Regions from separate parts of the Mus musculus genome. Here regions 2, 3, 4, 5, 6 and 7 are each linked to region 1. The links are chromatin contacts, called in public promoter capture Hi-C maps. All regions are on one chromosome and are shown on one strand. The core of a region is the stretch at or near the end of the contact, and the rest is flanking DNA. Distances in the headings are between cores, read along the strand shown.

Region 1 (3,833 bases), core at 662-3,161:
GATGTGAGCTGCCATGTGGGTATTGGGAATTGAACCTGGGTCCTTTGGAAGAGTAAACAGTGCTCTTAATTGCTGAGCCATCTCTCCAGCCCCAATCACAATTTCTTAGTGAAGGTACCTCTGACAACTACCTTAATTTCAAATCTCTATCCAGTCTTGCTTTTCTCTACAGTACCTACAGAGATCGGGTGCAGTTGTATTTCCTTTTATTCCTTTCTAATTATGCCTTTTGAGTTTATAATTATACCATCCCCCTTCCCGTTTCTCCCTCCATATCCCTCTCCTGGCTCTCTTTCACATTCATGGCCGATTTTTTTTCATTGTTTTTACATAACTGTATGTTTCTGTATATAACCTCTGTATATTTCATTATTTCATTTACTTGTTTATTTGTTGTGTTTTTGTTTTGTTTTGTTTTTGTTTTTCTGTATAGATCTGGCTGTCCTAGAATTTGATCTGTAGATCAGGCTGGTCTCGAATTCAGAGATCTGACTGCTTCTGTTTCTTTTTTTTTTTTTAAAGATTTATTTATTATTATATGTAAGTACACTGTAGCTGTCTTCAGACACACCAGAAGAGGGAGTCAGATCTTGTTATAGATGGTTGTGAGCCACCATGTGGTTGCTGGGATTTGAACTCTGGACCTTCAGAAGAGCAGTCGGGTGCTCTTACCCACTGAGCCATCTCACCAGCCCTGCTTCTGTTTCTTAAGTGCTGAAATTAAAGGTATGTGCCACCACCACTAGCTTATATTTCTTTCTTCCTCTTCTTCCTCCTCCTCCTCTTTTTTGTTTGTTTGCTTGCTTGTTTTTTCGAGATGGGGTTTCTGTGTTCGCCTGGCTAGCCTGGATTCACTTTGTAGACCAGGATGGCCTCATACTGCCAGAGATCTGCCTGCCTCTGCCTCCTGAACACTAGGATTAAAGGTGTGCCCCATAACGCCCAGTTCCATTATTTTTATTTTTTAGAGGTAGTTTCACAAAGCTCAGACTTGCTGGCAACCCTCCTGCCTAAGCCTCCTGACAGCTGAGATCACAGATGTTGGCAGCATGCTTTTTATGTTGTTTTTGATGCTAGGAAAGAACTCTTCAACTGACCTGTATCCCTCTGACTTTTCTTTTTTGTTCTTTTATTGTTTTAGCAGAAGGCCGAGGAGGGCCTTGCTTATTTAAAATAAAACTATGCATACGTTTTGATGGTATGTATAGGTGCACCACTTCTATGCTTGGTACCCTTGGAGGCCAGAAGAGGCTATCAGATTCCCTGGGACTGTAGTTACAGAGGGTTATAAGTTGCCAAGTGGATAATGAGAATCAAATTAGGGTCCTCTAAAATCTTCTGAGTCCCCTTAAATTTTTTTGTGTATATTGTGTGTGCATGTGCTGCAGAGCCCAGAAGAGGGCGTCGGGTCCCCTGGAGCTGGAGTTACAAGTAGAGCAACCCAATGTGGGTGGTCTTCAGAGGGAGGAAGAAGAGCGTTTATTCCCTGAGCCATCTCTTTGGCCTCCTGGCTTCTGCTTTATACAAAAAGCTCTTCAGGATGTAATTCTGTGCTAGTAAGGTTTGTTCTCTCTTTTTGCGAAGATCCTGCAAACATTTCTCTATGTGTTCCATGTATCTAGCCCAAGTTTGTGAGCAATACACTAGGAAGACGTGGAGCAACTAAGACCCGGAGGTGCGGAGGGAGGGGGAGCAACGGAAAGAGAAAGCTCGCCTGCTCGTGCTAAATCGTGAGGGAGCACCAGCACTGTGTGGACCCGCACCTACTGAGAGCAGCACAATGGTCCATTGCCCGAATGAGAGATCGCTCTAAGGCTCAGCTTTACGAGCATACGTGCTCACGCGCTTGCGCAGCAGCAGCAGCAGCATCACAACCCCAAGCCTGATTGGCTGACTCGAGTCCGGCAGCGAGATCACGCATGCGCGCTTTCTCGCGCTCGCGAGCACGGTCTTGTGGGTGCTGTTCTTGGACCTTCATTCTTTCTGTAGAACCATAATTTTTATCCCAGTTCACGATGTTTCCGGAACTCAACAACCTTCTCAGCACCACCCCAGACAAGACCGAGCAGGTAAGATGTCGTGCGGACCGGAAGAGGGCAGGTCCCGGGAGCGTGCAGGATTGCATCCGGGACGCTGCGCGGTGGAGTAGGCGCGTCTGCCGTAAACCGAGGGCATCTGGGAGTTGTAGTCTGGAGAGGGCTCGCCGAGGCTGCAGTCGCATTCCTGGGCCTTTGGAAGATGGGTTTCTGGACTATCTTGCGTGTTCGCTTCCAGCCCCAGGACCATGTGCTCCGTGCCACACTGGCGCCCAAAGATGGTTGCAGAGCAGGCCCTAGAGGAGATCCTTTTATCTGTCCTGAATCTCCTTCCACCATGGAACATTTTACAGGTTGCACGGAACACTGCTTGCACTCTTCCTAGTTCTGATGATATCTGGTTGCAAAAAGGCCTCAGCATATTCCATCCCCTCTGTTTTTCCCAACCTCCTCACTCTCCATGGAACCTCGAAATGTCTTTCACATTTTCACTTAGGGGTTACCTCTCCCAGGAGTATATCTGTTTTATTCTGTAATTTGCAGCAAACACACCACATATGGAAAGCTTTAAATAGATCTTGTGGATTTTGGTTGTTTGGTTGCTTATTTGTTTTTTTTGTTTTTTGAGACAGGGTTTCTCTGTGTAGCTCTGGCTGTCCTGGAACTCACTCTGTAGACCAGGCTAGGCCTTGAACTCAAGAAATCTGCCTGTCTCTGCCTCCCAAGTGCTGGGATCAAAGGCGTGTGCCACCACTGCCCTGCGATCCTTCTGGGTTTTATTTGCCTAACAGTTCTTGACTGTTCAGACCTCCAGTTCTGACTACTTTTCTAGTTGCTAGGGCATTTCCCAGGTCCAGAGTGACAGCAGGAAGTGACCACTTTGGGTGGGAAATGTGTTTCAAGGCCAGGCAGTGTGATTTGGCATTTTATATTGGGGGGAGGGAGGAGAGGGACACAGCTGAAACCCAGAGGCATTGGACAGGTTTTCCCTAGGTTGGTACAGCATTGAGGTGGTGTGTGACAGCCCTTGGTCCCAATGTTGTCTGTTACTTACAGAACTACAGCAGGTAGTTAGGCAATGCAGAGACCATCTTCATAGGGCTTTCCAGCGATTGCTGTGATAAGAGTCCCGTCTGAACCACAGTCACTGGGAGATCTTTGTCATCAGAGGCCTTGTCAAGAATTGGGCCAGGGGATAGAACAGTGGATATAGGGCTTGGCACCAAGTATAGAAGTGGAATTTGGGTTCCAAGAACCCACGTCAAAGCCAGGTAGGCAAGAGGACACCTGTCATCCCAGCACTAAAGAGGCAGAGGTGGGATCCCTGGGGCAAGCTGGCTGGCTGCATTAGTTCAGATTGCCTAGTCATTAAGATTCCCTACCTTGATAAATTGGAAAGAATGGAAAGCGGCTGAAGAAGACACCCAGCCCCGACTTCAAGTCTCCCTACATGTGTGCCTGCACACACATGTCCATGCACATGCAGACACAGATACCACAACCACAAACCCAAAACTAAAACCGTTTTTTTTTTTTCCCCTCCCCATTCACTGTTACAGACACAGACGCCAGGGAGCATCTTAGGGCCTAAGACACTACTTAAAACATCGTACAATTAGGTGTGTGGTGGCAGGGGCAACAACAGGCAGATCTCTGTGAGTTCTAGGCCAGCCTAGAACAGCCTGTAGGGTGAGTTCCTGCCTCAAAACAAACAGAACAAAATAACTCTGTTTCAAGATGGTCTGACTTGAGCATATCAGGCTGGTATTTTTTTGTTCCTTTGTTTTTGCTTTTGTT
Region 2 (3,833 bases), core at 862-3,361, 1.8 Mb before region 1:
TATTTTATTTATATGAGTACACTGTAGATGTCTGCAGACACACACCAGAAGAGGGGGCATCAGATCTCATTACAGATGGTTGTGAGCCACCATGTAGTTGCTGGGATTTGAACTCAGGACCTCTGGAAGAGCAGTCAGTGCTCTTAACCGCTGAGCCATCTCTCCAGCCCCGGCTCTGGCTTTTCAAAGTAGGACCTATTAAAGCAAATCTTTCCCAAACTGTATCTTAACCCACCTGGTCAACCAGTTGTCTCCGATAAGATGGATGTGGCTTCACCTCACCAATGACCATGGAAGATGTCAAGTAGAGAGCAAGGGATGGACCATGGAAATGCCTCAGGTGTCTTCCCACCTCAACCTCGCTGCCTCAGGTTACGCCGATGTAGAGCCAGCAGCTGTCAAGAACCAGGTCAAGTGACAGCTGTGCTCTGATGAGAGTCCCACATCAGTTGTAACACCAAGGTGTATCCCCCTTTGATAGCTAGGTTCCCTCACTTTCACCGTTCCCTCAGTAGCCATAGAGAGAAGGAACAGAGAGAGAATGGACCCAGCCTTCTTGTCCTCCATTTTGCTCTGACCTCTGGGTTTGATAATGCAAGAGAGGAATCTCCTTCTAGGGCACATTTGGCCTGCTAGAGCACATCTGGCCTGCTACTATGCCTGGAAGGCACCAAGCTCTGCCTCTTGGCAGAAGTGGCTTCTGTTTGCATAGTTATGGCTCATCCTGGTGTAGGTCCATAAGGCCCTTTTTCTCTACCAAGAGAAATGACTGGAGGTACTGACCCCAGACTGCCCGCAGATTTTGTGGTTCCTCTTGGGTACTTGGCTACCCAGAAACTGTCAGGAGTCTCCTGTCGGTGCCAAAGCTCTGAGAAGTAAACAGGCATCAAGTGAGGCCTTGGGTATTGATGGGTGGTTGATACTTATCTTTAAAGATGACAGATCCCTCTACATAGGCTGGGAAACACAGAACAGCTAAGGATCTTTCAGTCGTACAAAAGAGGAAGAAGGCTAGTATCCAGCTCCCACATGAAGCACTTCAAACACCCTTGTCTACCTACCCCAAACTCTTAGACAGGTCCAGATGCCTTCACTCCCTCATCCATGAAACCAAAGCTTTCCTGATGCCTCCTAAACTGGACTAGGAAGCATCTGACAAGGGGGTCCTTTCCTTAAAGCTGTGAAGCCAGGCATGGCAGCACATGCCACCTTTGATCCCAGGAATCCAGGGCTATGTAGGGATACACTGTCTCCAAAAAGGACAAGGTTTGGAAAATATGCTGACTGTTCATCTGAGGTCTCAGATTCCTAGAGTTAGTTTTAACCTGTGTCCTCAAATACTGCTGAGGAGAGGGCTCTGTAACTAACCATCTTGTGTTGTCTACAGGACATAGGTAGGACTGAGTTTGCAATCTCTTTGCCAACAGAGCCAACGGATTCTGGGCACTGTAACGACTGAAAAGTGTTACTTTGTGCCATTCGAGGTGCTTTGGCTGAGCCAGATCTTGGCACTCCACTGTGTATACATACCTGAGCAAGTATATTCAGGCCCACATTGATGTACTGTGACTTACAGACTGGCCATCTACAGCCCCAGGCTGCTGTGTATTACTTGTGCCTACATGTATATACCAGCTTTTCATGCAGTGTGCCAGGGTTAAGCCCATTCTCAGGAGAGGAGCGCCTGCTACTCTTTCAGGAAGTACTTGTGTGGTGAAACAAGGGGACTTTCCTGAGATAATCCCTGTCAGGCACACTCTCTTCTGATCAGGTGCCAGAGAAAGAGTAAGGTCCTGGGGTGTAGAATAGCATAGAGCTTGCCAGGAGTCACTTTGACTCCTATATTACCAGGACATTTTAGAAAAGTGGTCCTTAGTCCAATCCTGACTGGGATCCTGTGACTTTTGCCTTCTATGTGCACAGGCTCCCATACTGGATCAGATAGGTTTGGACTTGTCACCTCCGAGGCCACCCCCTCCAGGCAGCCCTCCGAAGTACTCAACCTGCTCCGCCCCCAGACTTGGGGGGGGAGGGGAGAGTTCTAGGGGTCAAGGGTCACCAGGCGGGCTAGATCCCGGAAGCGGAAGCACGGTGTACTTCCGGCGCGCAGCAGGCGGCCATGTTGGAGCGGCGGAGGCGGCGCAGAGGTGCGTCCTGGGTCCCCGCGGCGGCGCCGGTAGGTTGGAGCCGCGGGCCTAGCGGTGGTGCGGAGTGGCTGCCCATGAGGCCACAGGGCGGCAGGGCGAAGGGACTGGGTGGCCGGCCCTTCCGGGATCCTCATTTTCCCAGGGCTTGGCCGAGACACCCCACCCCTACCCAGGACCCCACCCTGGGGGTTCTGAGGATCCTGTCGGGCGACCACTGCCCACCTTACACATTTCGCCGCCGCCGTAACCCCGACTCCCCGTCGCCGTTCAGGCCCCGGGGCCTCGGTCTCCCCGCCTGAGGGCCCCGATCTGCCCCTGATCCCAGTCCGCCCGATTAGTATGCCCGCCCCCAGTCTTCTGTCAACTTCCTGTGCTGGCCCCAAAGGAATGTGTGAAGGCAAAAGTCAGCCTGGCTGCAGCCTCTGTTTACAAAGCTTCTTGAGAGCCAAGAAGCACCCTCCCTCCCATGGGCTCAGAATGACCTAGGCAAAGAGCCCCTTGGTCCCCGCCCCGTAATATGAGCGCCGGAGGTTTGGGGTGGGAGGTAGGTCGTCCCCCTCTGTCCTACAGTTCATAGCCCACCCATTCAAAACATAAATAAATAAATAAATAAATAAATGAAAGCATTAACTTGGATTGTACTTGAAGAGCATCCTCTGGGGAGGGGAAGTGCCTCAGACACCTGAGGATCCAAGAATGTTTCCAAACAAAGAGCCCCAGGGCACTTTCTCCGGGGAGTCTGAGGACTGTGTGTCTGCTTCATTAGAGCTGTGCAGAGCGGCGGCACAGACGGGCTCCTAGACTCCAGGGACCTGTCTCATCCCAGCTGATCTTTTAACGCTCCGGTGCAGCTGGGGAATTTACCTTTTGACTCGGGAAGCCCTCAGATGCTGCGTTGGAGTGCTGGGTGTAACTTCTGAGTGACAGCCATGGCTTCCTTAAGGAAGCATAGGACGATTTGAGTGGTCCCAGACAGCTGCATCTGTTGGGACCACTAACATCTAAGGTCTGTTGCCTTTTAAGCGCTACGGCTTGGCCTACCTTCCTAGTTGGAATCTTTCCCTGTCCTTTGTCGTCAAACCTTGAACTCCTTGGTCTCGTTGCCTGGTCTCTTGCTTGCCTTAGAGATGTTTGCAACTGTCTTTTTTTTTTGGGCGGGTCTGTGTCTTATATTGGGTTTGAACTCCAAGACTAGAGCTAGGAATCAGGTCACTGAGTATCCTGTCTATAGACTCTGGTAAGGAGATGAGCCACCCCCTGCACTGGAACGTTGGCAGTTGGATGAACAGTGGTGGGGTGGACATCAGGTGGTGTAAGTCTGGGTCTTTGGGCCTATGTTCAAAGGCCTTAGTCTGTCTTCCTCAGCTACAGCCTGGCCTTCATCCATATGGTCCGTACTCTTCTTTACTTGATAGCCTCTGCAGGAGTTGCTACCCTTTTTGCTCCATTTGTACCTGCTCCTTTTTTGGTTGGCACGCAGACAGATAGGTAGATGTTACTGCTTCCAGGAGTCCTTCCCTAACCTATTAGAAGCTGGCTTGGAGAGCACCATCTGCTTCTAAGAACCTTTAATGGCAGCTGTGTCTTCACTTCCGGACTGGGTTCTTTGAGGACTGAGGTATTTGCTTATATTCCTGGGACTGAGTCTAGATATTTAGAACACCAGGAAAGAAAAGAATCAAAAGG
Region 3 (3,833 bases), core at 980-3,479, 1.8 Mb before region 1:
GCCTCTATGAGTGCCTGTGAGTGAACATAGCTGGAATTGAGACTGTCACAGGATGGGAATTGCATGCTGTGGCTCTCCAGCAAGGGCCTGACTTTCACTCTGGCTACAGATTCCAGCACAAGAACCCCGAAGACCCTGTTGAAGTGCCTGGTGGATTCCTAAGTGACCTGAACCCGGTAGGCTCATAGAATGTGAGGTGAGGGTGGTGGGCTTCTGAGCTGGACAGCCACTTGGATTCTCTGTCTGCAGGCGTCACTACAAGTGGTAGAAGGAGCATTAGTGGACTGCTCTGTGGCTTTGGCAAAGCCCTTTGACAAGTTCCAGTTTGAGCGCCTTGGGTACTTCTCTGTGGATCCAGACAGCCATCAAGGACAGGTGCTTAATTTGACCCACCTATACCCTTCTGTGTACTGATGGTGGAAGCTGTTCACTGTGATAAACACTCTCCCTACATCCCCTTAGCATTCTCCAAATAAGTTGGGAGGGACATTCATTACTTTCCAGTTAAGTCCAAGCACAAAATTTTATAGGGCTCTAACTTTTTTTAAGATTTATTTTATTTTATGTTAGTATGCTGCTGCTGTCTTCAGACACACCAGAAGAGGGCATCAGATCCCATTACAGATGGTTGTGAGCCATCATGTTGTGAATTGAACTCAGAACCTCTGGAAGAGCAGTCGGTGCTCTCAACTGCTGAGCCACCTCTCCAGCCCCGGCCCTAACTTTTTTACTCTTCAAAGTAGCAGGCAAGCTTAGAGTTTGTCATAATCCTCATGAAACTAAGGCACAGCACAGGCATCTAGTCCTTTATCTGAAATTACAGAGTTATTGACAACCTTGGTACCTCACCTCCATGATACCTCACCTCCTAGGTGATGAAGGGGAAGTAAGAAGCCCGGTTCGGGGTTGTTGGTCATTTTTCTTCTACTGCCTTTCAGATTGTCTTCAACCGAACTGTCACACTAAAAGAAGACCCAGGCAAAATATGAACTGAATACATGTGGCCCTACCTCATCCTGGAGGCTGGGGGTGCCCTTCAGCACTCCACACTCCGTTTCAATAAAGAATAACTAAATCCCTCTGGCGTCTCTCTGTTGTCTGCCTTTCTAATATCTGAGGACCCTGGAGAAATAGTTTGTTAGCTGGCAGTGGTGGGTCTCATATGTCTTCTGGAAGAATGCACTTCCCCAGAAAAGAGCCAGCCACAAAGTCACTACTGCACTTGGTTCTCAAAGGCAGGTGCATGGCTGGAATTAGCTCAGCACTTACTATGATAAACCTGAGAACCCCAGAGATGCTGTTGCACAGTCACCAGTCCTATGGAGGGATCTAGGTTTGTGTCTTTGTGGCTAGAGATCAAGAGACACATGACCCCCCGTGTGATCATTTAGAAAAAAGCCCTGTCAACTATTTAAGCATAGTGAGATAAATCATGAATGCTGTTGTGGCCTTTCCAGTTTGGGGACCCCAGCAAACTCCCTGGATGTCTATACGGTGCTGAGATGAGATTCCTGGCTATGCTGGCCCTTGGATTGGACCCCGTCTCAGAAATTGACTTCTGAAGAATTTGAAGATTAGAGTTTGCTAGGACAGGAACAAGTGCAGAAGGCACTAAGGTTTGCCCCAGACTGAGGGCCCCCTGGGTTGCTGGGAGCTTCTGGTGAGGCTGTAGGTGAGTGCCTGCAGCTTTAAAGCCTTCCACATTTTCCCTGTATACAAACACTAGGCTACCCAAGGCCTGCTTTAAGGTGGACCTGACTGTGGCAAAGCGATCTCAGATGAGAGGTGGTGCTGGGGGTTCCTGAAGCTGTTTTCTCCCGTGCACTAACGCCCCGAGCGCTTCCCAGGCGCGGCACAATGGTTAAAGCTGCGCCCAGTTCAGGGGTTTGAAAGGGGGCCACCTTAACCACGAGGCCGAGCTAGGCCCGGCCCCGCCTCGCGTGGAACTGTGCAACTAGAGGAGGCGCTAGCGGGACACCGTAGGTGGCTTCAAAAAGCATGCTTTCAGACCCAGGGCAGGGGCAAAATACCCCTGGATGCTGAACCCCGGGCCTAAGCCCCGCCCCGCATGGAGGGGTGCCCATGGGCGTGGCGCTCCTTCCCACAACGAGGGGTACGCTCTCCACTCCAACCGGTTCCCTCTGTGGCTGCAGCGTTCCCTTTAAGCCTGGCAGGCAGCTCTCGCGGGATCCGACGCTCCGGTTCTCGCGAGAAGGGCCTTCGGCTCCCATTGGCCGTGAGGGCTGAATGTAAGATGGCGCCCAGGGAGCTGTGAGGAGAAAATCCTGTCGGTCTCGGAGCGGCGACGGCAGAACCGAGGCCCCGGGCGGTGAAGCGGGGCCGGCGGGTAGAACGGAGGCAGCGGCGGCGGTGACGTCGCCGGGTGAGGGCTCTGGTGAGGGCGGGGACGCAGCAAGGCTCTGGCTCGAAGGCGGCAGGCCCACCCTACACAACGGCGGGCGGGCGGGGGCGGGCGGGCCGCTGCCGCTGGGCCCAGGCGACCTCAGGGCGGCTTCAGAGCGGAGAACGTCCCTCGGCTCGCGAGCCTCCGCCCCACGGGTGGGGGAGGGGCGGGCCTGAGGGGCGGGTGGGCGCGGCGCACGGGGGCGCGCGGAGGCGCGCGCGCACGAGCGTGGCTTTTTTTTTTCTTTTTTTTTTTTTTCTCATTTTTCTGCGCGCGCGCGTGCGTTATCGTGCGCGCTGTGCGGTCCTCTCGTTGCGCGTAGCCGCCCGACGTGCGCGTCCCCGTTGGCTCTCAGCTGTGGCCCGTGGGCTAGAACGGCTTCCGGGGCGCGCGCCACCCCGCGACCCCCCGGTTTTGCGGCGCGCGCCCTGCTGTTGGTCGCTCACGCTGTCCGGAGTGCGCGCCGGACGCCCCTTCCAAGAGGAGGGCAGACGGGCGGGCGGGCGAGCGGCCTGGCGGACGACCGACCTGCCGACTGGGGAAGGTTGAGGGTTGGGCCCTTGTCCTCGTGACGTCCGGGGCAGCGGTGGCCTAGGTCTGCGGAGAAACATAGCGGCTTTGCGGTCTGGCTTGCGGCTCCGCTCCTCCGGGAGGCGGACAGGAGTGCTCGTACTAACTGAAGAATGCTGTTACTTAAGCGAGGCCCAAGGACTGGGTGGGTGCTTGGGGAGGGTGCTGCTCTGCTTGGGAAACCGAGTCCTGCTGGCCGGAGAGGGCATTGGGTCCCCATGGGTTTCCTCACCTTGTACTGGTGCTTTGTGCTGAGGAGAGAAGGTTACCATTACCAGGCCCCGCTTTTCTTCCATTAGAACCGATTCTTCCATAAGCGCAGTTGATACACGTCACCTCTGTGCGCTCCGGAAAGAGATCCTCCTCTGTATATGGTATCAAACTCTCGGAGCTCTAAAATTCCGCTTTAAATCCTCACTTAAATGCAGCCTCCCCCCCCCCTTTTTTTTTTCCACCTCCGCGTGGGTGGGAGGGGCTTGCCTTTCTGTTCTTGATAAGGGCTGTTTCTTAACCTTGATTAACTTGATCAATGCTTTGCCGGTTTTTTTCTTTGTAATTTCTAAAATGTCCAGCAAAAATTTCTAAAATCTGCCTGTCACTATAAAAACTATGTAACTGAAGTTCTTCTCAGCTTTTTTTTTTCTTTCCACATTTTGTTTCAGTGCTGTGATCTTCTATCTAGGAAATTCTAGGTTTGTGATGGAGAAATACACAGCTCTTTTTTTCTAAGACAAAACATCTGCTAGTTTATTTTTACAATTTTGTTACATTAAGCCTGAGGAAAAGCAAGCTAAAAGGATTTTTATTCCTTTTAGTAGCAACCAAACTTTGATAGTAATGACTTTTTTTTAATATACTG
Region 4 (3,833 bases), core at 483-2,982, 1.7 Mb before region 1:
TACATGGTCCATCCAGAGATCTCTTAATGCTCTCTACAAACTCCATTCCTTAGCAGCCAAAGGCAGCCCTGGGTCTGCTGATTCACACCACCAAGGCCATGTATAGATTGTTTTTGTTTTGTTTTGTTTGTTTGCTGTCATTGTTGTTTTGATACAGGTTTTTCTCTGTGTAGTCTTGGCTGTCCTGAAACTTGCTCTGTAGATCAGGCTGGCCATGAACTCAGAGATCTACTCGCCTCTGCCTCCGAAGTGCTGGGATTAAAGGCAGGTGCCACCACTGCCCAGCTAGGGTTGCAGAAATTTAACCCAGGCAAGGTCTGTGGACATAGTGCCCTCCCCATGTTGACATTGATAGTCTTTGGAGGACTTGGGGGGGTCTCCACAACACCATGGTTAGGTGTTTGAAGCCTATCATCTACTAAGAACTCAGAAAACAGGAGCTGTGTGTGATGTGGCTAAAATGGGTCACCCTAATAGGCTCTGCCCATGAAGGGTGAAAGACAGGAGTCCTAAGAATCTTGAATACTGGAAGCAAGAAGTTGGGCCTTTGAATGGTGCCCCTCTGGGGGGGGGGGGGCCGCTGGCTTTGAGGGTTGTCAGTTCATTCCAATATGGACGGCCTGATTCTCATCAGACCACAGGATTAGCTTTGGGAATGTGATCTCCCCAGAGGCCCCCGGGTCAGCTGGCACCTGGTTATCAGTCTCTCACCCTGCCCTGATCTGGAAGGTGATAGATTCGTAGCACAGACTGCCCAAAGATAACTTCAATAAACAGTTGGAACATTTGTCTCAGGGTCGTGCTGCCCAGCCTATGATGGAAGGGTCCGCTGAGGGAAGTGTGGAAAACGAACCTCTCTGTCCGGTTACGGAAAAGGAAGCTCTATTTTAGTAAACTGGATTCAGAGAGCGCATCTACGAAGCAGCCATGTTCAAAATAGTAAACACACGGTCAAAAGAAGCCTTGGGGTGGACACTGCAGCCTCCCCGGCCCTTCCCAGAAGTGTCCTGCAGACTTACCAAAAAGCAGCGGCTTGAGGCTGAGGGTTCGGATGAAGTGATCCCTGCCCGCGACCACCTGGACTTTCCGCTCATATCCCACCTAAAGGAAAAATACACAGCAGGCAGCTGGTGTGCCAGGCCGCACTGCTCAAGAAAAAGTCCCGTGTCAGGGAGCGACAGTAGCAAAGTAAGTAGGCGCGCGCGTGACCCGCACACAGTGATGCGTGGGGCACCGTGGTGGCCCAGAGCTGAGCCACGGTTCCTTCTGGCTCGGCTTGGCAGTGCTTGAAGCTCCGCTCGGGGCGGGAGAGGAGGGGATGTTCTTACCTTGATGCCCTCCAGCCGGGTGAGGGGACCCAAGGTTGGCACTGGCTGGGGGCTCTGCTCGCGGCGCTGGGGTCCGGGGTCTGTGCTCTCGTCTCCGTTGCTGTAGTGCACGAAGAGCAGCAGGGCCAGCACGTTGCCCAAGTACAGGTGCACGAACACCATCAGCACCAAGAAGTAGGCACGGGAACAGATGCCCCGCGGCTTGCACAGTGGCCGCACCGGGGCGTCTTCACTATCGCCTGGTCTGGTCGCTGCCCCGGAAGGGCGATGCTCCGGTGGTAGCGGCCACTGAAGATTTGAGGCCTCCTCGACTGTCTCAGCCTCAGGCCGCTGCACGGTCGCCACCGCTGCCGCCATGGCGCCCAGGTCGCGCGCGCGCCCAGGGGAGGGGCCGCGGGGGTGCTCGCGTTGCGCAGTCGCTGGGACCCGGACGGCAGAGTCAGCGCGCCCGGCGGTCACTAGGAGACGGTGCTCCGGGATGCTGTGCCTACACGGAGCCGCACCCATCGGTCCATACTGAGATCCTGGGACCTCGCTCACACCCGGCTGGTCGTTTATGGAGCTGTATATACTCCAGTGCAGAAGGCCATCCACAAACATGGAGGCACATCAGCGGAGCACCGTTAGGACAGACACCATTGCAACTAGTAGTTTCTTGGTTCCCGGGAGAAGACGCCCCCCCCCCCCCCCCCCGGCCCCAGAAAGTGTAGTGGGCATTTTCTCACTCTTGGGAGAAGGGAGTCAGAGAGTGATAGAAATGGGACATACGACATAGTGGGATGCTGAGGCCAATGACTGCACACTGGATGATGAGATTATAGAGCAGTTCCCACGAGTTCGATTTATTTAACTAAAACATTTTATGTCTATGGGGTGGTTTGTTTATGGGTATGTGCACTCCATGCATGTCTGTATATGAGGACAGAAGGGGCGTTGGAGCTGGAGAGACTTACAGACGTTTTTAAGTCTCTATGTTGGTGCTGGGACTAGAACCGGTGTGTTCTCCAAGATGGATCTTAGCTAAAGAGCCTCTCTCCAGCTTCCGTTTTTGCTTTTATTAAAATTTTTTTCTTGTTGTTTTTTGTTTGTTTGTTTGTTTTGTTTTGTTTTGTTTTTTCGAGACAAGGTTTCCCTATGTAGCCCTGGCTGTCCTGGAACTCACTTTGTAGACCAGGCTGGCCTCAAACTCAGAAATCCCCCTGCCTCTTGCCTCCCGAGTGCTGGGATTAAAGGCATGCACCACTACACCCGGCTTATTATTAAATTGTTTTTAAACAATACACACAAACAAAAAACCAAACCAAACCAAAAAAAAAACCAAAAACAAAAAAACAAAAAAAACACCCCAAAACAAAAACCAACCCAGACAGGGTCTCATATAGTTCAGGCTTGCTCATCAAACTTGAAAGGAGCAGAGGATAAATTTATTCTCCTGCCTCCACCTCTCAGATGCTGAAGTTAGGGCTGGAGAGATGGCTCAGTGGTTAAGAGTACTGATTGCTCTTCCGAAGGTCCTGAGTTCAAATCCCAGCAACCACATGGTGGCTCACAACCATCAGTAATGAGATCTGATACCCTCTTCTGGAGTGTCTGAATATATATATTTTAAAATGCTGGAGTTACTAGGTATGCACCAAGATATTCAAGATATTCTTGAAGGTCCTTCGGCAGTCAGACTGGACCACTGAGGGAATCCTGCAAGTCAGACTTTGGTGAGAGGCTGCCCAGGGTGCCCAGGTTGGGCTCCACCCAGTGTCCCTCAAAATGAAGCAGGTGCTGTTTGTGACGCTTGCCTTAGCTCCTGGATGGGAAGAGGGAGGGTGGAAGGCTTTCCCCTAATCAGGACACCTCTGAAGAAAATAAAACTCAGATTATAAAGCAGCGGCCAAGGCATTTTTTTTTAAAACAGTAATTTTTCACAATGTATTATTAATTTTATATCTGATTCCCAGTAAATTCATGCTTGCTTTCTTTCTCTTCTTTCTTTCTTTTCTTCCTTTCTTTCTTCTGTAGCTGTCTTCAGACACTCCAGAAGAGGGAGTCTTGTTTCAGATGGTTGTGAGCCACCATGTGGTTGCTGGGATTTGAACTCCCGACCTTCAGAAGAGCAGTCAGGTGCTCTTACCCACTGAGCCATCTCACCAGCCCAAGGCATTTTCTTTTGAACGCTGCTCTTAGGCTGACCTATGTTCCCCCCTCTCCCAATGCAGTAAAGTGCTATATCGACAGCTCACTTCCAACATTCTACAATGGCAGGCTTCTTCAGGGTCACTAAATGCCAGAAGTTTATTAGCTAATCTAGTTATCCTTGAGTACTTTGTTAATCTTCCTAACCCAGAAGATGATAGGTACTGGAGTTTTCTGGGTCAGAAGGAAATAGGTAGCAATAAGCGATCAGCACCAATGGTCCTCCATCTTCATAAGAAGAGGGAACAGAGATCTCTGGTAGCACGGCACACCCCTACACACAAGCAAAAGCAATAAGGACATGGCTTCTTGCCCCAG
Region 5 (3,833 bases), core at 945-3,444, 1.5 Mb before region 1:
CTGGAGTTTAGCTGGAAGGATAATAAACACCTACCTTAAAAAGTATAAAGGGCTGTGAATATAGTGACTATAGTGACGGAGTGTCTACCTAGTATATATGAAGCCCTGGATTCAATCCCCAATACTGAAGAAACAGACCAAAAAAAGCCAGGGAATGCACACCTGTAATACCAGCTCTTGAGAGTTGGAGGCAAGGAAATCAGCCTACAGTGAATGAGATCTTGTGTTAAAAAAAAAAAAGTAAAAAATATTCCATATGATCATAATTGCTGGGGGAGGAAGGAAGTAGAACAGGGTAGAAAATAAAGGTAGTCTCCAGTGCTGAGGACAGAGCGAGAAGTTAGAGTCTAAAATGTGAGGGTGTGAGAGCTCTGAGGTACAGCCTGTGGAAGGCTGATCTTTCAGGCATAGAGAACCACTGAGGCCAGCCCTGACTGGGCACCGTGTGTGCAGTGCACTTTGAGACTGAGCTGGAGGCCAGCAGAGGAGGCATAGATAGGCGGGAGTGGGCAAGCCTGAGAGTCTAGCTGCCTCTGGAGCCTCTCTGGGGAGTGGTTATTAATCCACAGGCTGATAGATGGAGAGTGGGCTGAAGGCAGCAAGGTCAACAGGGGGCTGGGCGGGAACTGTGACACTGATCTGGAGAGAGACTTGTAGGGGTTTAGGTACTCAAATCACGGTCATGTCAAAAAGTGGTGTGTTCCTGAGACAGCACAAGCTCCTGGCACAACAGATGAATGCAAAACAAACAATACGACAACAGCCATACGGAAACAGTCAAGGAACACACACAGCCAGAGGGCAGGCTGTCTATCAACAGCTGAACACTGAACCAGGAAGAGCCTGAACTGGGCAAACACTTTTGGGGTCGATTAACATGAAGTTGGCATTTAAACCTGAAACCTGGGCCTCTCGGTTCATGCCTGTAATCCCAGTAAGAGGAAGGTTGATGCTGAAGAATTGCCTTAATTTTGAGGCCAGCCTGGGCTACAGAGAGGGATCTGGACTCAATTAGTTAATATTTTAAAAACAAAACCACGACCCGGGGTAAGTGGGTATAGACAGAGAGGAAAAAATGTGAAAAAGAAAAACTAGACAGAACTGAACACAGAGCCATGAAGGCCTCAAGGGAAGGCGATTCCAAGAGGAACCTGTTGGTAATAGGAGTTTCTCTTGTCCACCTTTAGAAAGCAGGGATTAAAAAAATCTGTTTACTGCACTCACTGCAGAGTGTAGGTGCTTAATAAATACTTCAGTTTTAAAAACCTATGAGCTACATCTTTGCTAATGCCCAGGATGCAGGGTTACAACTCTGGCATCCTTTACAGAAAGGCCAATAGCCAAGAAGGAGGTCATCCCATGCCCATGGTTCCCATCGTGCTCCTTGCCTTTCCTGGCTGCGCTGACACTCGTTCACTCATGCAGGAGACCTTCTGAATGACACAGGCTCCAGACAAAGGAGTCTTGGATGAGCTCTATGCTCCAGACCTATCAATTTACCGAGGACCCTATACATCCCTCTGATCAGACTTCTATTGGCTTTTATCTTGTCTGTCTGTCCACTCATCTGTTCACCTGTCTAAACATTTTTTAAAAATTATTATAGTGTGTGTGGTGTGAGTGTGTGTTTGTGAGTGAGAGAGAGACAGAGACAAAGAGCCAGAGAGAAACAGAGCAACGGCTTGACCTGTTGAGCCGTCTTACTGGCCTCCTATAGAGCCATGTATTTGTCTATCGTCTGTAGTCATTCTCTCTGTTCCCTGCTGCTATCCCTTTATCCATCTTAGCGACATGTAGTTCTGTCCATCCATCTGCTAGGTTGACCAGCTTTGCAGTTTATCACAGAATGAATACTGGCCTTGACATTCCTGTATCCTAGGAAACTCCCCAGTGCGGGGCAAACCAGGACTGTCTGTCCATCCACCCTTACCCTAGGCATCCTGCAATCGATCCATTTGGCACACAGCCCATCAGTTACTTCAACTCCAGAACAGACTGGCCACCCTCCTCACTCAGGACAACGCCCCGCCTCTTCCCGCCCCTTGCCCATTCAGGAAGCCGCCCCAAGCGAATCCCGGCGCCCTAGCAACAGTCTTCCAGGCCGCCCAGTCCGCTTGCGCGGCTTCGGGTGCGAGCCAATAGCGAGGGGCCCTGGGAGCGAGGTTGGGGGGCGGGGCTGAGCGCGGCCGCAGCCATTTTGGTGGAAGAGAAACAATAGGACGGAAGCGTCGCGGGACTGGGCTGTGGCCGCAGGTAACGCCCGCCCCGCCCGGCCCGTGGCCCTGTCACCCCGGGGCTCAGGGGAAGAGGTTTTCGGTGCTGGTAGCGGCCGGGCTCCGGGATCCCTGGGAGGCTTGGGTTTGTGAAGGGGGTCCTATGGCTGTCATTGAGAAGCGGTCTCCCCCTTTTTTTGTGTAGTCATCCCTTCCCTATTTACGGGGGGCCATTGTACCTTGCAGTTACTGGGGAGAGTAGCGTTGCCCACCGAGACGGGGCAGAATCTTCCCCCCGGCATTGGAGGGTCTCCCGGAACCGGGGGAGGGGAGGGGGCGGGGGACGACGACAGTGTCTTTCTCCGGTTTTGAAGCGGTCTCCCTGGGTCTTCCGGTGGAGGACAGGATCTCTGGTCTCACAGAGGTCCCCCGGCCACGATCTCCCTGGTCTTTGAGGATGGGGTCTTTATCTTTGGATGGAAGGGTCAGCCCGGATCCTCAGGTACTGTTGTTACCTGGGCCTGCAGATGTGCAGCCATTTTGGGTGTTGAACGTCAGTTGTGCCAGTCAGCTCCTCTTTGATCCCGGAAAGGCGGGGGAGAGGGTGATCTGCGCATCCAACCTTATTGGTTTTTTTTTTTTCCCCTTCTTCTCCTTTAAGATCTTAAAATGGATCAGAAGGTGTCTTCTTTTTTCTTCTTCTTATGCTGATGCTCCTACCACGAGTGGGATTTTATTCATATTTGATAACAAGACTGCATCTATCTTCTGCATCCTTCCTAATGACTTGATTCGTTTTTAGGATTTTAATTTCTATCAAATATCAAGAAAGCTGTACTAGCGGGAAAATGGGGAAAAATGTAGGAACTGGTGAAATCTAGGGCTCTTCTTACACGCGAAAGGAAATAGAGCTAGTCATCGCATGTAAATAAACATTTTGTTAGCAGAAATGTACATAGAGCAAGAACAAAATAATTTCGAATATTTGTAAGAAAAAGTACTGAAGGGATCCAGAGGCAGTGGGAGGGGGATAAGAAGGGACCAGGGGGATGGATATGGTCAAAATACATTGTATACATGTTTGGAATTGTCAACTAATAAATATTTATGAAAATAAAAAGATCCAAAAGAAAGAAGCCCTGGCAGTTTTGAAACAGCAAATATGATGCAGACAAACATTTTGAAAAATTTAAAGGACCTTCCTTGTTGACAGCATTGTTGTTGATTTTCAGTATTTAAAATGTTTGCTGTATTTGCACTTTCCCTGGGATAACATTTTAAGAGATGGGAGATGCTTATTTACCAAGTTGTTGCCGTGGAGAGTGTAATTGTAGGGTTTTGTTTTAATTTTAGCAGCTATCCACAGATAGAAATACAAAATGAGTACTTATGTTTGGTGTGAACAGGCCATCTGACTGCCTACTAAATCTTTTTGGAGATCAAGTTGGTTAAACTATTGAGTGTAACTCAGACTGGTTTACCTGTATTCTAGTTTTCTTTTAAGAGTAGAATTCAAGTGTGTCAGTAGCAGGACTAGACCTGTTACTGTTGTTGAAACCAGTTTATCGTATTTCTTTGACGCTTTAGAGTTTCCTAGGAGACAGATTTTGGTCTTTACAA
Region 6 (3,833 bases), core at 690-3,189, 1.4 Mb before region 1:
CAAAGGATCTTTTATCTGATTTCAGATAGTTTTTTTTTTATTATTGATAATTTTTCTCACTGTGCTTGAAATTAGCATTTTCTTAATGTTTAACTTCAAAGAGTTTTTGCCATTTTGAAAATTTTAAAATATACTTAATGGTAAAATAATTTCTCTCCTACAAACACTGATAATTTTTTTTAAGTAAACTGGTTGTTAGACAATGTACACAGATATATAATGCATTTTAAATACTCTCTCACTATGTCAGGTGGTATCATATAAGGGCTTTTGAACACACATACACACACACACACACATATATATGTTTTTATTTTTATTAGATATTTTCTTTATTTACACTTCAAATATTATACCCTTTCCTAGTTTCCCGTCTGAAAACCCCCTATCCACTCCCCGCTCCCCCTGCTTCTCAACCCACCCACTCCTGCTTCCTGGCCCTGGCATTCCCCTATACTGGGGCATAGAACCGTCACAGGACCAAGGGCCTCTCCTCCCATTGATGTCCGACTAGGCCATTCTCTGCTATATATGCAGCTAGAGCCATGAGTCCCACCATGTGGTTTCTTTGATTGGTGATTTAGTCCCAGGAAGCTCTGGGGAGTACTGGCTAGTTCATATAATTGTTTCTCCTATGGGGCTGCAAACCCCTTCAGCTCCTTGGGTCCTTTCTCCAGCTCCTTCATTGGGGACCCTGTGCTTCGCATCCAATAGATGGCTGTGAGCATCCACTTCTGTATTTGTCAAGCACTGGGAGAGCCTTTCAGGAGACAGCGTTATCAGGCTCCTGCCAGCAAGCTCTTGTTGGCATCCGCAATCGTGTCTGGGTTTGGTGGTTGTTTATGGGATGGATCCCCAGGTGGGGCAGTCTCTGGATGGTCATTCCTTTAGTCTCTACTCCAAACTTTGTCCCTGTAACTCATTTTTTATTGTTTTGTTTTGTTGAAACAGGGTTTCTCTGTGTAGCCCTGGCTGTCCTGGAACTCACTTTGTAGACCAGGCTGGCCTCGAACTCATGAATATATTTCTTAATGATTAATTTTTAATATTTTATGCTCTTTTACTATGCTTAACTCCCAAAGAATATTTTGCATGTTTTGAAACAATTTAGTATTCAACATTAGATATAGGATCCTCAGTTATGGATAGTATTAAATATTCATTAATGATATTTTAGGGTATGAAAGGATATGAATATAAAAGTTGAAAAAAATTTATGGATTATTTGATTCTCAAAGTACTCAACATTATTAATATGTTTGATGTATAAAATGCATTTAAATAATAAAAAATTAAGAAAAAAAGTAAACAAAAAGTTTTGAAATAATCACAAAATAGAAAAAACTTTTTTGCTTAGTTATTTTATTCCAAACAAGGAGCCCTATTCCACAAATTACCTCTACATTGTTCCTCTTTTCATACACACGTTTTTTTTCTTACGTTTTGGAGACACTGTCTTACACAACCCAGGGTAGTTTTGAACTCCTTACACAAGAGAGGAGGATGTCCTTGAACTCCTGATTCTTCTGTGTCTCCATTTCCCAAGTGCTATATATTTGGCAATATATTATTAAACGTCTTTCAAGTCAACCATTTAAGCATATTTTATTCTTTTAAACTAACTTTAGTGGACACCTTCTTGCACAGACAGGCAAGTGCTTTAGCCCTTGGGCTCAATTGTGCCTAGCCACTGCCCTCCAGGTTTCAGAGCTGCTGCTGGCGTACAATGCATCTCCCACAGTTGCATACCGCCTCCCTCAGGTGGAAGAAGGTGATGAATAGAACCTGTCTCAGATGGGACCAGATGAAGGGCCCCTCCCTCGCAGGTTGATAAATGTCCCGAAGATCCTAGAGGCACACGGACCAAATGACTACATGCGATCAATTCTTGCTAACGTACTTGCTGCCCAACAGGGGGCGACTGAGCACCAAGTCTTCCTTACAGCGCTTGCGCCTCAGACTCCGCTCTGCGCATGCGCAGCGCGGCTCTACACTGACGGAAGTTAGAAGATGGCGGCGTCCGCAGTCTGCCGAGCGGCCTGCTCCGGGACGCAAGTGCTACTTCGCACCCGCCGCTCGGTGAGGTGGCAGTGAGACGTTGGGCTGCAGGGCCCAGGGCTTTCGTACACAGATGAGGAGCAGGCTGTCTCAGCAGTGGCGGGTCGGAGTGGGGAGGTCGCGGGGGTCAGGGCCGTGGGAAGGTCATGGCGGAGGGCGGGGATGGTTATCTGCTCTGGCTTGGGTTTGAGAGCCGAGGTCCCAGAGGCTTGGCGAGCAGTTCTTGCAATGGTCGCCTTCTCCCTTTAGCCGGCCCTGCTGAGGTTACCTGCCTTGCGGGGTACCGCAACCTTCGCCCAGGCCCTCCAGAGCGTGCCGGAGACCCAGGTCAGCATCTTGGACAACGGGCTGCGTGTGGCCTCGGAGCAGTCCTCGCATGCTACCTGCACGGTAAGTGTGCGCCAGTCCTCTAGGTGAGGCCCGCCGTGTTGTCCCAGGTTGGGATGTGACCTTGGGCTCCAGTCTTACATGTTTTGGGTGGAGACTGGCTTACTGCCGGGGCTTATCCCTGTACCTGACTTCAACCCTGCCTTAACCCGGCAGCCAACATTATGGTGCTTGCCAAAGACGGGGCCGAATTCTCTCCTCCAGCTTTTCGTTCTACCTCCCCGAGAGAAGAGATTATTCTCTTGCCACGAAAAAGAATGAGATTTCACAGACTTTAGGTTATTTACAGAAAGACATCCAGGTCTGTTAGACTCACCACCTAGGCTATGTAATTTGTAGACGTAGCCAGGAATACACTTCAAGAAATGCCTCTGAAGGACGGGGAAGATGGCCCAGTGGGTAAAGAGCTTGGTACTCAAACATGGGTATCTGAATTTGGAGTCCTCAGTGTTGTGATTTAGGTCTAACACCAATACTCTGAGGGGTGGAGACTAGTGTGTCTAAGCCGGTCTTACTTTTACCTACACGAGTGGCTTACATGTGTGTATGTGCACCATGTCTGTACATAATGCCCTTGGAGGTTGGAAAAGGATATTAGAACCCCCAGAGGGCTGGTGAGATGGCTCAGTGGGTAAGAGCACCCGACTGCTCTTCCGAAGGTCCGGAGTTCAAATCCCAGCAACCACATGGTGGCTCACAACCACCCGTAATGAGATCTGATGCCCTCTTCTGGTGCGTCTGAAGACAGCTACAGTGTACTTACATATAATAAATAAATAAATAAATAAACAAATCTAAAAAAAAAAAAACAGAACTGGAGTTACAGGTGGTTGTGAGCCACCGTGAGGGTGCTGGGAATTGAACCTGGGTCCTGTGGAAGAGCGGTTCCTAACCCTACACAGTCTCACCATCCCACGTACACATACGTAAAAATAAAAATTTTTTTTCTCCTTTTTTTTTTTTTTTTTTTTCTTTTTTAAGATAGGGTTTCTCTGTGTCGTCCTGGCTGTCCTGGAGCTCACTCTGTAGAGCAGGCAGGCCTCGAACTCGGAGATCCATCTGCCTCTGCTCCCCAAGTGCTGGGAAGAAAGGCATGAGCCTCCAATGCCTAGCTCAGAAGTAAGGATTCTTAAAACAAAAAACAAAAGATTTAGAGTAATCAGAAAAAGCACCCAGTTTCCTCTGCCCTCCGCAGATATTTGTGTGGTGGAGTGTGCACACGCATGTATGTGTGGCACTTGCACACACGAAAGAAATGCCTCTGAAAGACTGGGAAATGTAACTTGGGTGGAGCCTTTGCCTACTGAGTGGAAAGCCATGAGCTTTATAGCACTGAAGGAAGACAAAGAGTACCTTTGAAGATTACAGTGAATTGGATGCTCTTTGGT
Region 7 (3,833 bases), core at 699-3,198, 1.2 Mb before region 1:
TCGGTCTGTCTACTACACACTCTGGTTTCTCCCTGCACTGTCTTTTTACTGTTAGCCAAACATTTTGCCTGTTTTCTGTCTCCAGATGTGTGATAATTGGTGTGAGGTTGAAATCCCTGGTTCCTGGAGGACAGACAACCTGACCTCCGACTGTCAGTTTCCCTTGACACCATCTTCATAGAAATACCTGACTCCTGTACCACAGTCCAGTTTGTCCCAGTAGCAGGGACACCAAGGCCAATGGGTTATCTGGACCAAAGGTGGGGTGGAGGGCCTAGGTGGTATCTCCGGCCCAGATGTGAATACCTCCATATTCCCTGTTGGTTCCTGTTTCACTGGCTGTTTTAGCTTTGTGTTGATTGGTGTTTCTGAGCATTCAGACTCCGCACCCTCATTTCTAATAAATGCAACATTGGACCCGCTTCCCCTTTCTTCAGCGCCTAGGCAGCTGGCCTTGGCTCTACACCAAAAACTATTTCTGTCTACTTCTTGAACTTGTTTCTTCCCTCTGTTAATTAGCCTAACAGGTTTGATTGTCCTGCTAAGAGAGCAGGAGAGAGGGACTGTACCTCATCCCTAGGGCCTGAGCATGGCCAGAGGCCCAGGCTGAGAAGCAGAGGCGGCAAGCAGTCAGTGCTATGGAAGTCTTTATTCATCATATTTCCCCTCTTGACTTACTGCCCAGGTGAGGCCAGGAAGAGTCCATACAGAGTGGCTATTGCCAAGGTCAGGAGGGTCAGCAGGCTCAGTGGGGCCAGCAGCCCCTCCTGTGATGGGGCTTCTGGGACCTTCTCTGGAGGAGGACTCTTAGGTCGCCTGCTCCTGCCATTGCTGGGACTTCCATTGGCTGTGGCCAGGGGTGTAGTAGCTGTGGCAGCATGTGGCCTTAGGTTGGTTGTTCCAGTGGTAGCCGGAGTGCCGTACATGGGCTTGACGGTGCTAAAGGGCCGGGCATGTTCGTCCACCCACTGCAGTAGGGCCTGTGGCTTCCACTGACAGATGCTGAGCAGGGTTAGAACATCACCTTCAGCAGTATGTGAGTCTGTCGGTGCTTGCCAGTACAGGCGGGTGTAGATGCTGCCCAGGCTGTAGCTTTTCCTCGAACCATTCCCTGAGGGGCTGCTAGCTTGTTCCAAGGCCTTTAGGGCAGCGATGCTGTCCACACAGAAGGTACCATCTAGGGGACTGGGAGTGCTCAGCCTAGCAAGCTCTGTCTGGAGCAGAGGAAAGTCATAGCGGTCACCGTTGTGTGCCACAAGGCAGCAAGGCTGTGGCTGGCGCTGCAGGAAGGCTCGGAGCAGGATGGCCAGGTTGTCATCGAAGCGTTGACGCCCCTGTACTTCCAGCTCAGCTTTGCTCAGACCTGTGATCTCACTGGCCCCAGGGCTACAGGCTTTCCCTGGAGCAATGCACAGAGAGAGCTTGTCCACCACACGGGGCGGTCTGGGCACTGGAGGTGGATGTCCCTGAGAAATGGAAGTGTTCTCCAGAGCACGTCTGTGGACAGCCAGCAGGCACAGCTCTGTGACTTCGGGCCGAGACGAAGGCAGGCCAGTGGCTTCCAGGTCTAAGAAGATGAGGGTCTGCATGTGACCATGGGGCAGGGTCTGTGAGCCCATGCTGAACCTGGGGAGGAGATGGGGTAATGAGTAGCAGCAGGAAGGTCTCAAGTGGGCTGAGGTGGGGTGCAGAAAGGCAGCTCAGCCCTTCCCTTCAGCAGGTACTATCCAGGGCCACTAGAAGCTGGAGGGCAGGGTTGTTCTAGTGGGATGGATCCACTACTTATTTGCCTTTTGAGGGAGGCCCTTCCCCTAGTGCTGACTACCTTCAGGGTGAGGGAACCCTATTCTCTTCTGCCTTACCCCATACCCTTACTCCACACTTACCGAGAAGCAGGCAGCAAGGCACTCCGCTGGGTCTGCTGCTGGCAGCAGTGTGGCTGAGGAAGTAAAACTGCCTGGGTCCACCCATAGGCCTGCCTCCTGAACAGGGCCCGCCCTGCTGTTAGCCTGCCAGGCCTGGCCCTCGTGCTGACGCTCCTCCCTCCCTCCCCAAGCACCCCAAAGGCCTTCCTAGATCCATATCTGTGATCCTGCTGGCTGGTAAAATGGACTACTGCCCCAACACTGACAACTCAAACTGGGTTGTCTCTAGGATTCAAATGTGCCCGTGAGCCTCTGCCTTTTCTTGTCTTTCCCCCAGTCCTTGATCCAGGCCTTCCTAAAAAGGGCTGCCTCCTTGGCCACAAACGTACCCCTGCCCCCACCACGGCCCCCGCCCAAAGCTATGACTCAGGGTAATTCCCGAAGAGGGGCAGGGTTTTTCCTCAGGGCAGATCAGTTACCATGGGGGCCATCTCAACTCCAGCAGGAGTCATCTCATCAATTCTTGGTCTGCCCTGTCCCTCCCTCTCAGCCACACAAATCGGACTCAGGAAACAAAGCTTGTGTTCTCAGCAGGAAGTGCAGTTTTAATCAGTGGATATGGCAAAGACGGCGGTGGGAGCTGGCGCCACCTTGTGGCTGGATGCTCAGGCCCTCAGTTACAGTCCATCTCAGAGTCTTCCAAATCAGTCTCCGCAGCACAGAGGTCATCCAGGGCAGCCTCTGAGCCAAAAGGAAGAGGGGTCTGAGGTTAACTCGACAGCGTGGGGGCTTGGAGGCCCCCATGCTCCCTAGCGTCACAGGAACCAACCAGTCCCTTCTATGCACAGGCTTTGCTCCCTCAGCGACTGTGAGCAAAAGTGACACAAAGGCAATTCGGACAGATCTTTGTGGAAAACCATGGCTCAGCGAGGCCAATTCAATAGACACCATCAAATGGGAACCTGTCATACTCAAAGACCCAGAGCAGGAAGGTAATACCCATGTGCCAGGAATGGCTCTGGAGGCAAGGGGAGACTCATGGAAAGGAGTCTGACAGAGGCACACGAAGGCTAGGACAGTGTCGTGCTAGCTTACCTTCACAGTCAGTCACATCAGGAAGGGCTCGAATCAGCATGCTGACCCCTGGCATCACCTGGTCGTACTGATGCAGGACCTCGACACAGTGCACAGTGAAGAGCTTGTCCTTCTGAGATAGGCTATGCAGCAGCAGCACAGTGTCCCGCAGACAGCGTATCGTCTGCTTCTGCTGGTGGGTCCTTGGACCTCCTGCCCGCCGCACCGTCAGCCATTGCCTGTGCAACATCACAGTGAGCGCTCTGACTGCCTAGGGTGAGAGGGCACAGCCTGAGGTCCAGAGACTTACTCACCTCACCACTTCAAGATCAACAGGATTGCTCTTAACTAACTGAGCATCCATGATGCTGGTCTCTGGCCACTCACCTCTACATTGCAGTGACAGTCAGAACCAATGCCAGCGGGGGCAGGGCTCTGTACACTCAGCTTGGCCAAGAGCCATACTACCTGGAACAAGAAGAGATAGTACCCATCCCATGTAGAACAGACGGTTGTCACAGGGCTTTGGCGGGCATTTCTAAGGTGCTCTAGCTACGTCTACAACTGCTTGCCTGCACAAGTGGGGTACAAGTAGTGGTAGTCTCAGGCTTTCAGACTTGAATCTCACCAACAGCTTACTGCTTCCAGGACCAGGATCGGGGCCCCCAAAGCCCAGGCAGCTCTGCTGAGCACCACTATAACCCAGGATGTGCTTGTATTGAATCCCTGTGAGGAACCCCTACATTTTACCCGTTGCTGTTTGACAAACTGGCAAAAAAGGAATTGTAGCTCCCACTTTCCCACAAGGGAAGGAGACTCTGGGCTCTCGGGGGGTGGGAGTGAAGGGTGAGCAGTGTCTGAGTCTTACCTCTTGTTCCAGCTGAAGCCACTGTG

Evidence for each region. Promoter capture Hi-C pulls out the DNA fragments that hold promoters and counts their contacts.
Region 2: a contact with region 1 is called in a promoter capture Hi-C map of liver, with 3 times the contacts expected there. The contact joins the promoter of Ccdc71 here to the promoter of Elp6 in region 1. A contact is called at or near these places in 3 of 39 promoter capture datasets (the C10 cell line, liver and pre-B cells) and 2 of 115 datasets of contacts at active chromatin or transcription factors (embryonic stem cells and pancreatic cancer cells).
Region 3: a promoter capture Hi-C map of pre-B cells shows a contact between it and region 1, with 2.6 times the contacts expected there. The contact joins the promoter of Qrich1 here to the promoter of Elp6 in region 1. A contact is called at or near these places in 5 of 39 promoter capture datasets (the 3T3-L1 cell line, cranial neural crest, frontonasal cranial neural crest and 2 more) and 1 of 115 datasets of contacts at active chromatin or transcription factors (pancreatic cancer cells).
Region 4: a contact with region 1 is called in a promoter capture Hi-C map of hippocampal neurons, with 3 times the contacts expected there. The contact joins the promoter of P4htm here to the promoter of Elp6 in region 1. A contact is called at or near these places in 2 of 39 promoter capture datasets (hippocampal neurons and liver) and 1 of 115 datasets of contacts at active chromatin or transcription factors (pancreatic cancer cells).
Region 5: a contact with region 1 is called in a promoter capture Hi-C map of hippocampal neurons, with 4 times the contacts expected there. The contact joins the promoter of Ip6k2 here to the promoter of Elp6 in region 1. A contact is called at or near these places in 3 of 39 promoter capture datasets (embryonic stem cells, hippocampal neurons and pre-B cells) and 3 of 115 datasets of contacts at active chromatin or transcription factors (differentiating embryonic stem cells, embryonic forebrain and large pre-B cells).
Region 6: a promoter capture Hi-C map of pre-B cells shows a contact between it and region 1, with 2.0 times the contacts expected there. The contact joins the promoter of Uqcrc1 here to the promoter of Elp6 in region 1. A contact is called at or near these places in 4 of 39 promoter capture datasets (the 3T3-L1 cell line, embryonic stem cells, hippocampal neurons and 1 more).
Region 7: a promoter capture Hi-C map of pre-B cells shows a contact between it and region 1, with 4 times the contacts expected there. The contact joins the promoter of Trex1 here to the promoter of Elp6 in region 1. A contact is called at or near these places in 12 of 39 promoter capture datasets (3T3-L1-derived adipocytes, the C10 cell line, the HPC-7 cell line and 9 more) and 2 of 115 datasets of contacts at active chromatin or transcription factors (T-cell acute lymphoblastic leukemia and microglia).

What each region holds. Positions count from the first base shown.
Region 1 is chr9:110,303,281-110,307,113 of GRCm38.p6, forward strand. It overlaps Elp6 (elongator acetyltransferase complex subunit 6), which reads left to right and starts at 1,912. Exons shown (of 7, transcript NM_001081381.1): 1 at 1,912-2,069. The coding sequence starts at 2,016.
Region 2 is chr9:108,458,442-108,462,274 of GRCm38.p6, forward strand. Ccdc71 (coiled-coil domain containing 71) reads left to right here and starts at 2,112. Exons shown (of 2, transcript NM_133744.5): 1 at 2,112-2,176. Gm51295 (predicted gene, 51295) reads left to right here and starts at 653; the gene lies at 653-719. It also overlaps a transcript of Klhdc8b not described here.
Region 3 is chr9:108,514,858-108,518,690 of GRCm38.p6, forward strand. It overlaps Qrich1 (glutamine-rich 1), which reads left to right and starts at 2,230. Exons shown (of 10, transcript NM_175143.5): 1 at 2,230-2,383. Qars (glutaminyl-tRNA synthetase) reads left to right here. Exons shown (of 24, transcript NM_133794.2): 21 at 1-16; 22 at 110-176; 23 at 250-375; 24 at 939-1,084. The coding sequence ends at 989.
Region 4 is chr9:108,595,880-108,599,712 of GRCm38.p6, forward strand. P4htm (prolyl 4-hydroxylase, transmembrane (endoplasmic reticulum)) reads right to left here and starts at 1,733. Exons shown (of 9, transcript NM_028944.4): 1 at 1,329-1,733; 2 at 1,020-1,101. The coding sequence starts at 1,685.
Region 5 is chr9:108,781,618-108,785,450 of GRCm38.p6, forward strand. It overlaps Ip6k2 (inositol hexaphosphate kinase 2), which reads left to right and starts at 2,195. Exons shown (of 6, transcript NM_001379600.1): 1 at 2,195-2,253.
Region 6 is chr9:108,934,709-108,938,541 of GRCm38.p6, forward strand. It overlaps Uqcrc1 (ubiquinol-cytochrome c reductase core protein 1), which reads left to right and starts at 1,940. Exons shown (of 13, transcript NM_025407.2): 1 at 1,940-2,079; 2 at 2,308-2,448. The coding sequence starts at 2,011.
Region 7 is chr9:109,057,303-109,061,135 of GRCm38.p6, forward strand. Trex1 (three prime repair exonuclease 1) reads right to left here and starts at 1,949. Exons shown (of 2, transcript NM_001012236.1): 1 at 1,887-1,949; 2 at 630-1,626. The coding sequence starts at 1,619. The coding sequence ends at 675. Atrip (ATR interacting protein) reads right to left here. Exons shown (of 13, transcript NM_172774.3): 10 at 3,808-3,833; 11 at 3,327-3,407; 12 at 2,961-3,210; 13 at 2,445-2,606. The coding sequence ends at 2,539. Atrip-trex1 (Atrip-Trex1 readthrough) reads right to left here. Exons shown (of 14, transcript NR_153412.1): 10 at 3,808-3,833; 11 at 3,327-3,407; 12 at 2,961-3,210; 13 at 1,887-2,606; 14 at 631-1,626. It overlaps Shisa5 (shisa family member 5), which reads left to right. Exons shown (of 6, transcript NM_025858.3): 6 at 1-490.